2 separate regions of the Anser cygnoides genome follow, and region 1 is linked to region 2. Evidence: chromatin contacts called from public Hi-C data. All regions are on one chromosome and are shown on one strand. Each heading gives the region's core, a stretch centred on a gene start, on an enhancer-like site or on the middle of the called end of the contact. The rest is flanking DNA. Distances are from core to core; before and after follow the strand shown. Region 1 holds the start of PIM1 (Pim-1 proto-oncogene, serine/threonine kinase). Region 2 holds the start of PPARD (peroxisome proliferator activated receptor delta).

Region 1 (7,076 bases), core at 1,353-3,852, 310 kb after region 2:
TCCGAGCTACGCCCAAACCCAGCATGGCTTTTGGGGGGTCAGGAAGGACGGCACGACGCGTGCCACCAAACCCCACCACCGCCCCCCGGCTGGTGCCACCCCCGAGGCTCGCGCGCCCCGGCGCCGCCTCCCACCGCGCGCCGCGGAGCCGGTGCCCACCTGGCGAGACCCTCTGCCTGAAGTACACCTGGCCCTGCAGGATCTCCTCGTCCTGCTCGAAGGGGATGTCCCCGCACACCATGTCGTAGAGCAGCACGCCCAGGGACCACACGGCCGCCGAGCGCCCGTGGTACCGGTGGTAGCGGATCCACTCCGGCGGGCTGTACACCCGCGTACCTGCGTGGGGGACGGCGCCGCTCGTCACGAGGATGCTCGCCGGCCCCAAAACCCTTTTCGGGGACCGCGGTGCCTCGCCCGAGCGTCTTTAGGGTGGGTGATGGTGGTGGTGGTGGTGGGGGTGTCACCGTGCGACCCGCCACCCCCCGCGCCGCCAGCACGTGACTCTTGTTTACAAACTTTGGGTTGTAAAAAAAAAGCCACCGGGGCCGAAAGGGGGCAGCACGGGGCCGGGGAAGGCTGGGAGCCGACCGTTACACGCAAAAATAAAAAATAAAAACCCAAGGGAGGGCGGCGGGGGAAACCACGCCTTTCCCCCCCCCTCATTGCTCCTTGCCAAAAAAAAAAAAAAAAAAAGCAAAGCAAACAAGGGGAGCGGAGCAACGCAAGCCCTTCTGCGGCTGCAAACCAGGTTTTGCAACACCCCCCCCCCCCCGGCAGCTGTTTTGTTTTTGTAGGGCTGCCCCCCCCCCCCCACCCCCCCGCCCCAGCCCGGAGCAGGTTGGTTGGGCGTCTGGGCTGACGCCGGGAGCCGGCTCCCATTTCACAACATCCACCCCGTGCCAAAAAAAAAAACAACACAACACAACACAACTTCGCCGGGCGGCTGGGATAATTCCTGCCCCCCCCTGCTTCTCTCCCCAAGCTGCTGCAATAGGGGAAAAGCCGGCGGCGGCGGCACCCGGCGCGGGTTCGGATGCTGGAGCATCCCCCGGGCGCGCGGTCTCACCGTCGAAATCGGTGTAGACGGTGTCCTTGAGGAGGGCGCCGGAGCCGAAGTCGATGAGCTTGAGCTCGCCGGTGGAGAGGTCGATGAGGATGTTCTCGTCCTTGATGTCGCGGTGCAGGACGCCGCAGCTGTGGCAGTGCCGCACGGCCTCCAGCACCTGCTGGAAGAGCCCCCGCGCCAGCTCCTCGGGCAGGGCGCCGCGCTCCGTGATGAAATCGAAGAGGTCCTGCACCGGATCCGGCCGCTCCAGCACCAGCACGAAGCTGTCGGGACGCTCGAACCAGTCGAGGAGGCGGATGACCCCGCGGAAACCCGAGCCCACCTTCTTCAGCAGCAGGATCTCCATCGGCACACGGGTGCCGCCGGGCTGCGGGGACACACGGCGCGGTCAGACCCGGGGTCCCCCCCCCACCCCCCCCGGCCAGGGGGGCTCCGGTGGCCCCCCCAACCCCGCAAGTGCCCCAAGCCAGGGATGCTCCGGTTCCCTCCCCAAGCCCACCCAGACCAGGGATGCTCCAGTGCCCACCCAAGTGCCCCAAGCCAGGATGCTCCGGTGTCCCCCCAACCCCCAAAATGCCAAGCCAGGGATGTTCCAGGGCCCCCCAACCCCGAAAACGCCCCAAGCCAGGATGCTCCGGTGTCCCCCCAACCCCAAAAATGCCAAGCCAGGGATGTGCCGGTGCCCCCCAACCCCAAAAACGCCCCAAGCCAGAGATGCTCCGGTGGCCCCCTACATCCCCCCCCCCCCACCAGGGGGGCCCTGGCTCCCTCCCCAGCCCCCCCCCCCCAAAACAAGGGATGCTCCTGTTCCCCCCCCCCCAAAGCACCCCCATTACGGGGATGCTCCGCTTCCCTCCTGACTCCCCCCCGCCCAGGGATGCTCCGGTTCCCTCCCCGGTCCCCCCCCCGCCCAGGGACCCTCCGGTGCCCCCCCCCCCGGTGCCGGTGCCCCCCGCTCACTCACCAGCTCGCCCCACTCGGAGATGCGGTCCCGGGCCACGTGTTTGATGGCCACCTGCGGGGCAAGGACCGGCGGCTGAGCACGGCGCTCGCCCCCCAGGCCGCCACCAACCCCCCCCCCATATCCCGCCGCTTACCGGGGCGCTGTCGGAGAGGCGGATACCGGAGTAGACCGAGCCGAAGCCGCCGCTGCCCAGCAGCGGGCCCACCTGGTAGAGCTTCTCCAGCGGCTCCTTCTCCTTCCCTGCGGGCGAGGCACCGGGCATCACCGCGCCGCTCCCCAAACCGGCGCCCAACGCCGAACCGAACCCGACCGAACCCAAGCGGGGCTCACCTGGCGGCACCTTCCCGGCGTGCAACTCCCCGCCGGGCCCGGAGCGGAGATGGGCCAACGAATTGATTTTAGAAAGCAGCATCCCGCTCCCGTCCCCCGCCTCCAGGGCCCGAAGCTGACCGGGAGCCAGCGGTGCGGCTCCGGTAACCGGGCAGCGGAGCTGCTGCGGCGGCTGCTGCTGGCGGCCGGGGGAAGCCCCGGGCGGGCGGCGGCGGCGGGGTGGGGTGTGTGGGGGGGGGAGGTGTCGGTGGCGGGGGGGGGGGGTTGGCGGCTGCTCGGCGCGGTGCCGGGCTCCGGTGTGGCGGCGGCGGCCCCGCGCCGGCCGCGGGAGTAGCGGGAGGCGGGGGCGGTCCCGGGAGAGCCGCGGGAGGGGGCGGGGCCCGGCCGGGGCGCGCCGAGAGCCGAGGCCACGCCCACCCCGCGGCCCCCTCAGCCAATAGGGCGCGGCCCCGGGCGGAGGGGAGAGCGCGGCGGGCAACGACGTGGCGGGAAGGAAAAGGCGCCAAAGGAGGAGGGGGGGGGGGGGGAATATGGGGGGGGGGGGGGGGGGGGCGGGAGGGGGAGGGGGCCCTGCGGGTTGGGGCCGGGCGGCCCCGTGGCGGCGGGGCGCTGTGAGGGGATGGGGGGGGGGGGGGGTGCGGCTGGGCTGGTGGGGTGTGCTGAGGGGTCGGGGGGGACAGGGCATCGCCAGGGGGTCATGGTGTCCTGGGGGGGGACAGGGTGTCCTCAGGGGGCCATGGTGCCCTCAGGGTGTCATGGTGTCCTGAGGGTGTCATGGTGTCCTGAGGGGGGGCACAGAATCCCAGAATCAGTAGGGTTGGAGAAGCCCTCCAGGATCATCTGCTCCAACCACCCCCTGCCACCGCTGTCACCCCCTGAGCCATGTCCCCAGGCACCACGTCCAACCTCTCCTTGAGCACCCCCAGGGACGGTGACTCCCCCACCTCCCTGGGCAACCCATCCCAATGCCTGACCGCTCTTTCTGAGCAGAAATGTCTCCTCATTTCCCACCTGAACCTCCCCTGGCACAGCTTGAGGCCATTCCCTCTGGTCTTATCCCTGGTTATCTGCAAGAAGAGGCCGACCCCCAGCTCCCCACACCTTCCGTTCAGGCAGTTGCAGAGAGCAGTGAGCTCTGCCCTGACGTGGCATCGTCAGGGGAGACATGGCGTCCCGAGGGGGGACGCGGTGTTAGCGGGGAGATGACTTTTTCAGGGGTGACAGGGCATCGTCAACGTTGACGTGGCATCCTGAGGGGTAACAGGGTGTCCTCAGGGGGGACACGGCGTCCTGAGGGGGACACCCAGCCGTGGCAGGGCTGACAGGTGCGCCCCCCGCCATCCTGCACCAACTGGGAACCCAACGCGTGCCCGGGTGCCGCCGGCCCCTGCCGGGACCGGCCGAGGGACGCACGGGGTCGCAGGCACCGATCTGACCGCCCGGCCTCCCCCTTCCCATCTGGGCAATGGGAATAACCCCGACGGGGCGGATTTGGGATGCTGGCAGCCCACCAGCTCGCTTCCCATCCATCCGGTGGCACCGCAGCTCTTCCCCTTCTCCAATTCCAGCGAAAAACCCCAAAGCAGCTCCAGCCTATTAATATTATTATTATTTGCATTAAATTTTGCAATTTTCTGGCTCTCACAGCCTCTCCCGGCCGCCCCGCACCATCACAGCCTTTACTTCATCGCTTCCTACGAACCGCAGGCGAACCAGAGCCTGAACTTTTCCCTTTTCTAGTAAAAGTGGAGGTTCCAGCTGGGGGCTCTTGACTAACAGCCTTTTTTTCTTTTTTCTTTTTTTTTTTTTTTCCTTTTCTTTTCCGCAGAAGTCACTGGCTGAAATGCTCCGCCGAGTTCCAGAGATAAGATAAATAATTTACTGGATGGAGGTTTCTGATTACTCACTCTGTTAGCATGTAGAGCAAAGAGCTCCGGCCGCTGGGAGCTGCGCTGCTCCAGCCGGAGCCCATCTGGGCTCCTGCGCCCGAGCGGGACCGAGGAGTTCCCAGCATCCCACACATACTTGTGGGATGAATTGCCGAAATTGAATGGGTTTTACTGGAAACGCTGGTGAGCGCCGGGCTCTTTTCGTATTTCTTTTAAAATAAAAAACGCCGGGACGCCACCCAGCCCAACCCGAGAGCTGCGCGCGGGCGATGCTCGCTGCCTCTCTGAGAGCCGGTGGGAGATGCAGCGCATCCTCCTGCGCGGGTGGGACCCCCCCGAGCCTGGTGTCTGCCCCGCGGGTGACATCCCTGCTTCGGGAAGGCGCGGAGAAATCCCTCACAGCCTCTCTCCCCTTTCGTTGTTTTTATTTTTTTTGTTGTTGTTGTTATTGTTTTTCGGGGTGATGCAAGCTCGGGGTGGAGCAGAGGGCGGGTGGCGCGTTTCTCCTGCCTTATTCCCACCCGAAAGCCTGGGCAGGTTGGGGACGACTGGTTCTGCGAGTCAGCGCCCGGCCATGGGACCGAGTGACTCAGCATCTGCCCCAAACTCATTACCAGATTCCTTGCCCCGATGATGAAAGGTGCCACGCGGGCTGCCCTGGAAACAAGGCCGTGTATTTACAAACAGGGCTCACCCCGGGGGAGCAGCAGGGCTTTCCTGGGGGCTGCCTTCCTCTGGCCTCCTCCAGAGCCGCCGGGGAGGCTCAGCCTCTTCCTCGCCCTGCCCAAACCGCTCATTAGCGTCGAGGGGAGCAGCGCGGCTCGCAACCCGGATGGTTTGGGGCCAGATCATCGCCGTGCGTGAGCCTTGCCCGAGCGCCCATTTCCTGGGTGCTGCGCGGCACCCCTGCCCGCGGGCACCCAGGGCTGGCACCCCGTCTCGGGGGCGATGGGGAGGCGTTTCCCCACGTGGGGCACGGCGCGCTGCCCTATTTCCCAACCGTATCCATCTCCTCCCAGCCACATCTCCGGTTCCCAGAGGACCCCAAGCGGGGCCGGGAGGCAGCCGTTCCCCCGGAGCCCAGCCCACGAGCTCACTTCTCCCTCCCGCCAACCCCAGGCGACGCCGTTGGGATGCGTCAGACATTGGGGTTAACGCGAAGCCAACCTCATCCTGCTTTGCCTTCCTCCGGAGGAATCACCTTTTCCCCCCAACCCTCTTCCGCTTACCGAAAGCCGCCGGGCGCAGCGGAGCGCCCCGCACCTCCTGGCGTGCGTGGGCACACGGCTGGCCCTATGCAGGTGGCCCCAAGAGCCCGGCACCAGCATCCCCAGCCCACGCTGGCTCTTTCCAACCCCTGGGTCAAACCCGAGGCTCGGCACGAGCCCTGGGTGCAGCTCTGGGAGGGGGTTACGTGGGGCTGCGAGGACAAAAAGCCCCGAGGGACCCGCGCCGGGGAGAAGCAGGACCCCGGGGTGCGCGTGGGGCCGGTGGCGGGTCTGCGGGAGAGCAGCTCCCGGCAGACATCAGAAGATCAGTTCTCAGCCTGCAAACAATCCCGGCAGCTTTCGGGCTCTTCAGCAGCATTCCAGTCTAACCAGGGCTGCCTTGCATGATAATCAGGCTTAATTACTGCTTTATCGCTTGATTGCTGTGCTGGGCCCTTGGAGCTGCAGCCTCGCTTTCTCAGTTTACTTTTTGTATTTCCTCCTCTCTCGCCTCCCGCCCTTCCCTGCTGGCACAATTAGCAAATAGGTGACGGTGGGGAGGGCCAGGGCAGTACCCGGGATGAGAGAGGGGCAATTCCCTGCTCTCGCTGGGGCACGGGGGAAGCAGATCTGCACCCTTCGGAGGAGGTTTCCCCCATAAGCGCGGACGAAACAGCGGGGGTCAGAGGCAGGCGGCAGGGAGCACAACCCCATATCAGCCCCGCGAGCATCCCCCTGCGGAGGGGCCGGCCGGGGCACCCCTGCGGGAGGGAGGGGAGGGCGATTACCGCCGTGACACAGAAAGGCCGCGGTTTCCCTCGCATGAGCTTTGAGTCACGGCGTGACCTTGGCTGCGCCTGCCCGCGGCTCGCGGCCGCTGGGGCTCGGTTGCCCGCAGAACCGGCTGGCCCAGGGCGTGGGGCGAGCCCGCGCTCCGAGCGGCGTCGCCGCCTCGCCAGGCGTTGGGAAAGCCCGAAACCGCCGCGCACGGGGCCAGGAAAGGTGCCGCCACCCCGCAGCCAGCGATTCCTCCCCAGAAGGGGCGCGGGAGCTGCCCTCGGCCGGGCATTTTGGGACATCCCCCTCCCCCCCCCCCCCACGTTTGGGGCATCCCCAGCCTGCTGTCACCTTCTTGAGGTCACCCAAAACGCGCCCCGGTGTCTCACCGGCGATGCTGGGCGTGCCGTGAGACGTGTACACGATGCCCGGTGCCACCGCGGTGCCGGGGACACTGCAGGATGCGGCCGAGCCCAGGGCGGATGCCCCCCAAAAAAATCGTGGTCCGTGGGGCTCCAGCGCTGGCTGGGGGCCGCATCCCTCCCCACCCAACCTCTGGGTCCTGGGGTCCCCCAGGACCTTCTGGGACCCCAAAACAGTGGTGACAGCTTGGGACACGCACGTCCCATCCCGGGACCGGCATTCCCCCGGCTAAACCAGCACCTTTGGGCGCCTTGGCCCCGGCTGGGAGCAGGGCGGGAGGAGGAGAGGCGGCGGGAATTTGGTCTTTTCGTCCCTTTTTTGAGTTTTTCCTCCCTCGTCGCTGCTCGCTTTTTAGCGCGGGCTTTTCGGGAGAGGTGCGCGTGGAGCCGGCAGCATGGCTAATCTGCTTTGTGAATGGA
Region 2 (6,635 bases), core at 2,842-5,341:
GGGCAGGGTCTGGATAGCCACTGCAGAAAATTAAAGAAATTAAAGAGAAATCAGACACAATCAGTGAAAAGAGGTCCCAGTGGATTTTGGTTTAGTCTGTGGAGGGCCAAGAACGGCAATGGGGTGTCTTCTGGGAGGGCCAATACCTCATTACTTCAGTTAAGTGCTTGTATAGGGAGGTAACAGTGCTCTGCATTTAGGTCCTTGCCCTTGGACTGCAGGACTCTCTGATTTGGGATCTGGTCCGAGGCCTGCAGAAGGCAATAGAAAAGATTCCTGAAGGCAGCTGGGCTGGCTCCATCAGCTCCGGGAGTAGGTGGATGTGTTGGCTCCCTTCAGTGACATTGGCCTGGCCTGCCTCCTTCACTTCATTTGCTCCCTGAAAGACCAAGAACAAAAGCCAAGTCTTCTGGCAAACCTCCCTGCACACAGACACACACAGAATTTTTTTAAAAAAACACCACCAACAACAAAAAACAACATTGGGGTTAATTTTTCCAAGTACCTCTCTTAAGTCCAGTCCTATTTGCCTGTTACTTTGAGGCACAGAGCCCCTGCTCACGTAAGGGTCCCCTCTGAAAACAGATGCTGATAGCAAACCCTTGCATCAACCCCAGATTCACAGTTGCTCGTGATGCTTAACTGCAGTTCGTTAGGGAGATTACAATCTATTTCCTACTTGTGCGGCTTTGAGCGTTTGCTCGCAGAGCTCTTCCTCCCCCTAGTTTTTACAGTGCTCCTTTCTTACAATTCTTTTCAGTTGTGCCTGCCCAAAAGGCCGTTTTCGCAGGTCCGCGTGGCACGATGGGGCTTTGCTGGGACAAAGCAGCTCTGTGTGTCCATTAAGGACGCCTGGGTGGCCCCATAGCCCGGTCCCCGTGCGGCCTCGCCAATGCACAGAGGGAGCGCGGGTGGCTGCAGCCCTTGCAGCAATGGCTCCGGGGGCCTGTCCCTGCCAGCCAGGGACTGCAGCAGGTCAAATCTGTCCCCCGTCCTCCTCTTCACTGTGCTGGGGACTGTGGGGGATTGTAAAGGATGCAGCACAGCAGTCCTGAGCAGCGGTGCCTGACCACTACAGCCCCATACGGTCCCCAAACAGCTCTGGAGTCCCTGCCTGGCCCTGTGACAAGTGACAGCGTGCCATCCCAGCCATGCCACTCAAACACAGGACCCGCCACTGTGCGCGTTTTCTGGTGGAGCAGGGCCTTCGCAACACATTGTGCCCCTAGGGTGAAATCAACCGGGGCTGGGCCTTTTTCTGGCCTTGAAGCGTGAAGATCTCTGCGGCCTCCCAGGGTGACCCTGGCACAGCTCACGGCCCCGTGAGATCCTCAGGCAGAGGCGGGTCCGGGGAGGGTGCCAAACACTGGTTTCTACTGGGAAGGAAATGGGCTGGGTGGAAATGCACCGATGGGAGACCTCCTCCACCTCTGACAGCTCCATTAGCTCAATCTCTTCCCTGATCGGGCGTCAGGACAGGTACCACACCTAGGCCGGGAGGAAAAGGGCCACCTCCGCCCATCTCTGCAGCTCCGTGCGGCAGCCTTGTCTCAGGGCTGTGTGCCCTGTGCTCAGCCCCCAGGAGACGCTGGGTCGTGCCCTGGTGGTGAAAAGTGCCATTGCTTCTCCCCACCTCTTGGGCTGCGTCGTCTCTCCTTGCAGCAACTCAGCGGAACATTGCTTTTGCTCCTAGCAGCTGCGTTCCCATGCAGCAGAATGTTATATGTTAATTGCCGCAAGGACAGGCGTGGAGGGAGCAGTGTCAGCACCTGCCCTGGATCGGCCGCCAGGTCTGGATGTGCCCGGGTCTGTCTCACCCTCCCGGAGCGGCCGACCTGGAGCTTGCCTAAGTCAGCAGCAGGCACACGTCGCCGGTGCGTGCGCCGGTGCCTCGGACTAAGAATTACCCCCTGCAGAAGGGTCAAAAGGAGAGCTCGCAGAGGTTTTGGGGACACGGTGGGTCTCTGCTCTTCCCCCTGCCTGTCCCTGAGACCGTCCCCGCACCAGTGGGGGTGTGGGGGGGTCTCCTGTGGGAAACCCGCAGCTGCCCAGGGTAACACCACCACGGGGGGTGTGTTTGCAGTGGCCCAGCCACTCCCCACATGAAGGTTTAGTGGGTGACGCTGGCAGTAGGGTGATGCTCGGACCAGATGATGTTGAAGGGCTTTTCCAACCTTAACGTTTCCAGCATTTTATGATTCTGTTACCAGGTCAGCAGCTCTGCCGACACCCCCCTGTCCATCACCCTTGTCCAGGGCTTGCACATTTGCAGGAATCTTTAATTACTGCATTAATGAGGGACACCGTGAGTGCTGTGCTGCTTCCTGAGCACCCGTAGCGGGCACAGAGCCCGTGTTTTACAAACACGCCGCTCATCCCAGCAGCCGCTGCTGCGGTTTGCCTTGGGCGTGAGGGTGTAAAGCCTCATCCAAGCCCTCAGCTATGGTGTGAGGGCACAAAGCTCGCCCTGCACAAAGCAGGCAGCCGACGTGTCCCCAGGAGGGGCGGAAAGCGGCACACAGGGCGTGCTGGGGAGGGCAGGAGGAACCCCACAGCCCTCACCACAACCCCGCCGCCATTTTGCGCCTCCCCCCCCCCCCCCGCCTTCCCTTCCCGGCGCGCCCCGCGCTCCGCGCCTACATTTCCCATCAAGCCCCGCGCCGCGCCCGCGCCCGCCAGGGGGCGCCGAGCGACGCGGGCGCGGGGCGGGCTTGGGCCGTTGCCGTGGCAACGCGGCCCGGACTTGCCGGCGGCGCTGATTGGCTGCGGGGCGCTGGGCCGGGCGGTGGCGTCAGGGCGGGCGGCGGTGACGTGCGGGGGCGGGGGGGGCGCCGGCGGCGGAGCTGGGGCCGGCGGCGGGAGGTGAGCGGGGGGGGGGGGGACGTGGGGGGCGTGGGGGCAAATGGGGGGCGTAGGGGGAACGGGGGGGCGTGGGGGGACGTGAGGATGTGGGGGGGAAATGGGGGGTGTAGGGGGCGTTTGGGGGACGAGGGGGTTTGGGGGGACGCGGGGGGCGTGAGGGGGACGTGAGGGTGTGGGGGGGGCATGGGGGGGTGAGGGGGAACGGGGGGGTGAGGGGGGGTGGGGGGGGGACGTGAGGATGTGGGGGGATGTGAGGGCTTGGGGGGGACCTGGGGGGTTTTGGGGGTGTGGGGGACGTGAGGGTGTGGGGGGGGATGTAGGGGACAAGGGGGGGTGTGGGGGGCACGGGGGGGTGTGGGGGGTGGGGGGGGTTTGGGGGACGTGAGGGTGTGGGGGGATGTGAGGGCTTGGGGGGCACCTGGGGGGTTTTGGGGGGGGGTGAGGGTGCGGGGGGGGATGTAGGGGACATGGGGGGGTGTGGGGGGCACGGGGGGTTGTGGGGGGTGGGGGGGGTTTGGGGGACGTGAGGGTGTGGGGGGGACATGGGGGGGACCTGGGGGTGAGGGGGGGGGCGTTGGGGGGGCGTGAGGGTTTGGGGGGGGCTGGGGGATGAGGGGGGTTTTGGGGGGTGTGAGGGTTTGGGGGGGATATGGGGGGCAGGGGGGGGTTGGGGAGCACGGGGGGGGGGACAAGGGGGGTTTGGGGGACGTGGGGGTGTGTGGGGTGACATTGGGGACAAGGGGGGGTGTGGGGGGGTGACAGTGGGGATGGGGTGGGTGTAGGGGTGTGGGGGGGGACGGGGGGGGCTCTCTGAGGGTGACAGGGCCCTGGGGGGGTCCTGGGGTGGGGTGTGGGGGGGTAAGGATTGGGTGCAGGGGCAGCTGGGTGACATCGGGGTGCGGGCGCTGCTTCTCCTCGGGGAATCGGGGAGAGGAGAGGGAGGGAGGGATGGGGGGGGGACGTGGTGAGGACAGGGTTGGGGGGCGAGGATGAGGACGGGGGGGGCCCATCCCCAAGGGCAGGTGTTGAGGAGGAGCCACCCGCTGCTTTCCGGGGCTGGGCTGCGAGGAGGAGAAGCTGGGGGCCGGGTGGCTCTGTGCCGGGATCCCCCCCCACCCCGGGGGTCCCAGGGGGCTCGTGGGCAGCACCTCGGTGGTCACGGAGGGGGGGGGACAGAGCCGGGGGGCTGCTGGCGGGGGGGGGGCTGTGGGGTGCCCAGCTCGGGGCCAGCAGCGTGGCTTGGCCATCGGGTGGGGACCCGGCGATGCCACCCCGTGCTCTGCTCCCCTTCCCGCTGCTGAGATCCTAAATAAAGGATTTTTATCGAGGAAAAAAAATATTTAAAAAGGGCAGAGAAAGCGCAGGGGCAGCTCGTCCCCGGGGAGGACGCGGTGCCCGAGGGGCTCAGCACCGCGCCGCGTCTGCGACCGCAGCCCAGTGCGGCGGGGCGGTGCTGGCTGGGCTGACTCCAGCTCCTAATTAGCCTAAAAAGCGCTCGTTAAAAAAAAAAAAGAAAAAAAAAAAGTCCTAGGTGAAAGGTAAAGCAGCGTGCAGAAGTAGGTGGCGGGACCTCTAAGCAAGCCCTGATTTAATTTTACCTCCTGCTTCCCTCCTTTGTTTTGTTCTTCCCACCTGCTGCGTTTTTTTTCCTTCCCTGTTGGCCCCCCCGGAGCCCTGTTATTGCGAACGGGGACCCGGGGGTCACTCTGAACTGCCGTTACCTCCCCTGTGTTGTGTGCTCGGAAGGGCTTCTCGCCTTGTTGCGCTTTCGAAAGCTTCTGCGCCGCCCGACTCCACCTCAGCCGAGGTTTAACTGCCCTGGTTGTTTATGATCAGAGAGGCTCCGAGGCGTTTAGAGAAGCCAGTGAATCGGGGTTCAATCCCTATTTACGAGGTAGGTGTGTCTGAGCGTCCCTGGGTGGGAAATCGAGGCGCGGAGGTGGCTGAGGGCGCAGCTTGGCTGGGGCCAGGAGGGGACAGGAGGGGACAGCAGCCCTCTGCGGCGTCCCCGGAGCATGCGGCGGCCGTCGACTGCGGTGCTTCGAGTGGCTTCGGGCAGCCTCGCCGGGTAACTCGCCTCCTCCGTCCGGCCTTGGCCGCCGTCCCTTCAAAATCTGTGCCGGGAAGCCTCGTGCTCGCTGGCAGATGTCAACCGGGGGGGAAGGAGGCGGTGTGGTGAGCCCCTGGGTGCTGGGGACCCCTCTGGGCAGGGGCTGGGGCTTTTCTGGAGCCCCCCGGGCAGGGATTGGGGCTTTGGAGCCCCCCATGCAGGGTTTGGGGCTTTGCTGGGAGCCTCCTGTGCAGGGATTGGGACTTTGGAGCCCCCCGGGCAGGGGCAGGGGCTTCACTGGGAGCCCCCCGTGCAAGGTTTGGGGCTTTTCTGGAGCCCCCCATGCAGGGATTGGGGCTTTGGAGCCCCCCATGCAGGGTTTGGGGCTTTGCTGGGAGCCTCCTGTGCAGGGAATGGGACTTTGGAACCCCCTGGGCAGGGGCTTCACTGGGAGCCCCCCATGCAGGGACAGGGGCTTTTCTGGAGCCCCCCATGCAAGGTTTGGGGCTTTTCTGGAGCCCCCCGTGCAGGGATTGGGGCATTGGAACCCCCCGGGCAGGGACAGGGGCTTCACTGGGAGCCCCCCCTGCAGGGATTGGGGATTTGGAGCCCCCCGTGCAAGGTTTGGGGCTCTTCTGGAGCCCCCCGTGCAGGGCCGGGGGCTTTGCAGGCGTCAGACACGCGGGCTCAGGGCAGCACCAGCCGTGCCCGATGCAGCAGGACCGAGGGCACGGCTGCGGTCAGCCCCGTAAGTCATCCCACATCCCGCGTCTGGTTTGTGACCCACTCCTCCCTCCTCCTGCTCTCTTTTTTTTTTTTTTTTTTCCGCGACTTCCCTCGCTGCCTTCAGCGGGGAATCCTTTTCCCCGTGAGCTCCCCGGGGCTCCCAGGGAGGGACGCGCCGGCAGCTCCCCGCTGAGCTGGTGCAAGCGCTGCCCGTGGGCACGCCCCGGCAGTTACCTGCGAGCAGGGCAAGGTGAGCCCGCAATTCGCTCCGAATTCCCGGCTCCGCCGCGCGCTGGGAGCGAGCTCGGGGTGTGATTCCTGCGCTCCCCGTGCGTGATTCATGCGCTCGTTGACACCGTCAACTTTTGTCACCGAGTCAGGGACGGGTTTTATTGCCGGTGGAGGTGAAGAAAGCCTGCTCCTGATGCGCCAGCGGGGCTGTAATGACTTTATTACCTCCCCTCACCAGGAAGGGGAACAAAAAGCCTTGTCTTGGGTGTCTGGGAAAAACCCCTTCCGTTCCAGGGGGGGGGACCTGCTGCAGCCGTAACGTCCTGCCGGTTTTATGGCCCCGCGCAGCAGAGGGCTGGGTGCTGGACCTCTGCCCCTTCACGTGGGCACGCGGTGATGCTGCGGCTCAGCCCCTTCCCTGCAGCACGGGGACAATTGCTTCCTTCAAGTTTGGTGTGTTGTTTTTTTTTATATATATATATTTTCTGTATTTCTGTTTCTGTATTTCTACTGCTCCGCGGGACAGGCGTTGTTTTACTGGCCCTCACACTTCGTGCCATCCCCTGGAGGTGCCTGGGGCTGCTCGGCCACGTAGGAAATGCCCTTCATACCCACCCTAGAAGCCTCTCCAGGAGCACGAGGCTTTGAGGGGCAGAGGATTTCCTTCCTTTCTTCCTGCCGTGCTGGGCAGGTGAAGCTCCGGGTGCTCGTCGCACGCGGGGTGTGCAGCACGGGGTGGGATTTGGTGCCGTGGGCTCCCCGGCCG

What was found. Hi-C and Micro-C count contacts between places; a contact is called where the count stands out from the background.
Region 1: a Hi-C map of liver shows a contact between it and region 2, with 7 times the contacts expected there. The contact joins the promoter of PIM1 here to the promoter of PPARD in region 2. A contact is called at or near these places in 2 of 7 Hi-C or Micro-C datasets (both in liver).

What each region holds. Positions count from the first base shown.
Region 1 is chr25:2,030,629-2,037,704 of Taihu_goose_T2T_genome, forward strand. It overlaps PIM1 (Pim-1 proto-oncogene, serine/threonine kinase), which reads right to left and starts at 2,603. Exons shown (of 6, transcript XM_066982994.1): 1 at 2,361-2,603; 2 at 2,164-2,270; 3 at 2,031-2,081; 4 at 1,067-1,433; 5 at 160-336. The coding sequence starts at 2,442.
Region 2 is chr25:1,721,390-1,728,024 of Taihu_goose_T2T_genome, forward strand. It overlaps PPARD (peroxisome proliferator activated receptor delta), which reads left to right and starts at 4,092. Exons shown (of 8, transcript XM_013197018.3): 1 at 4,092-4,756.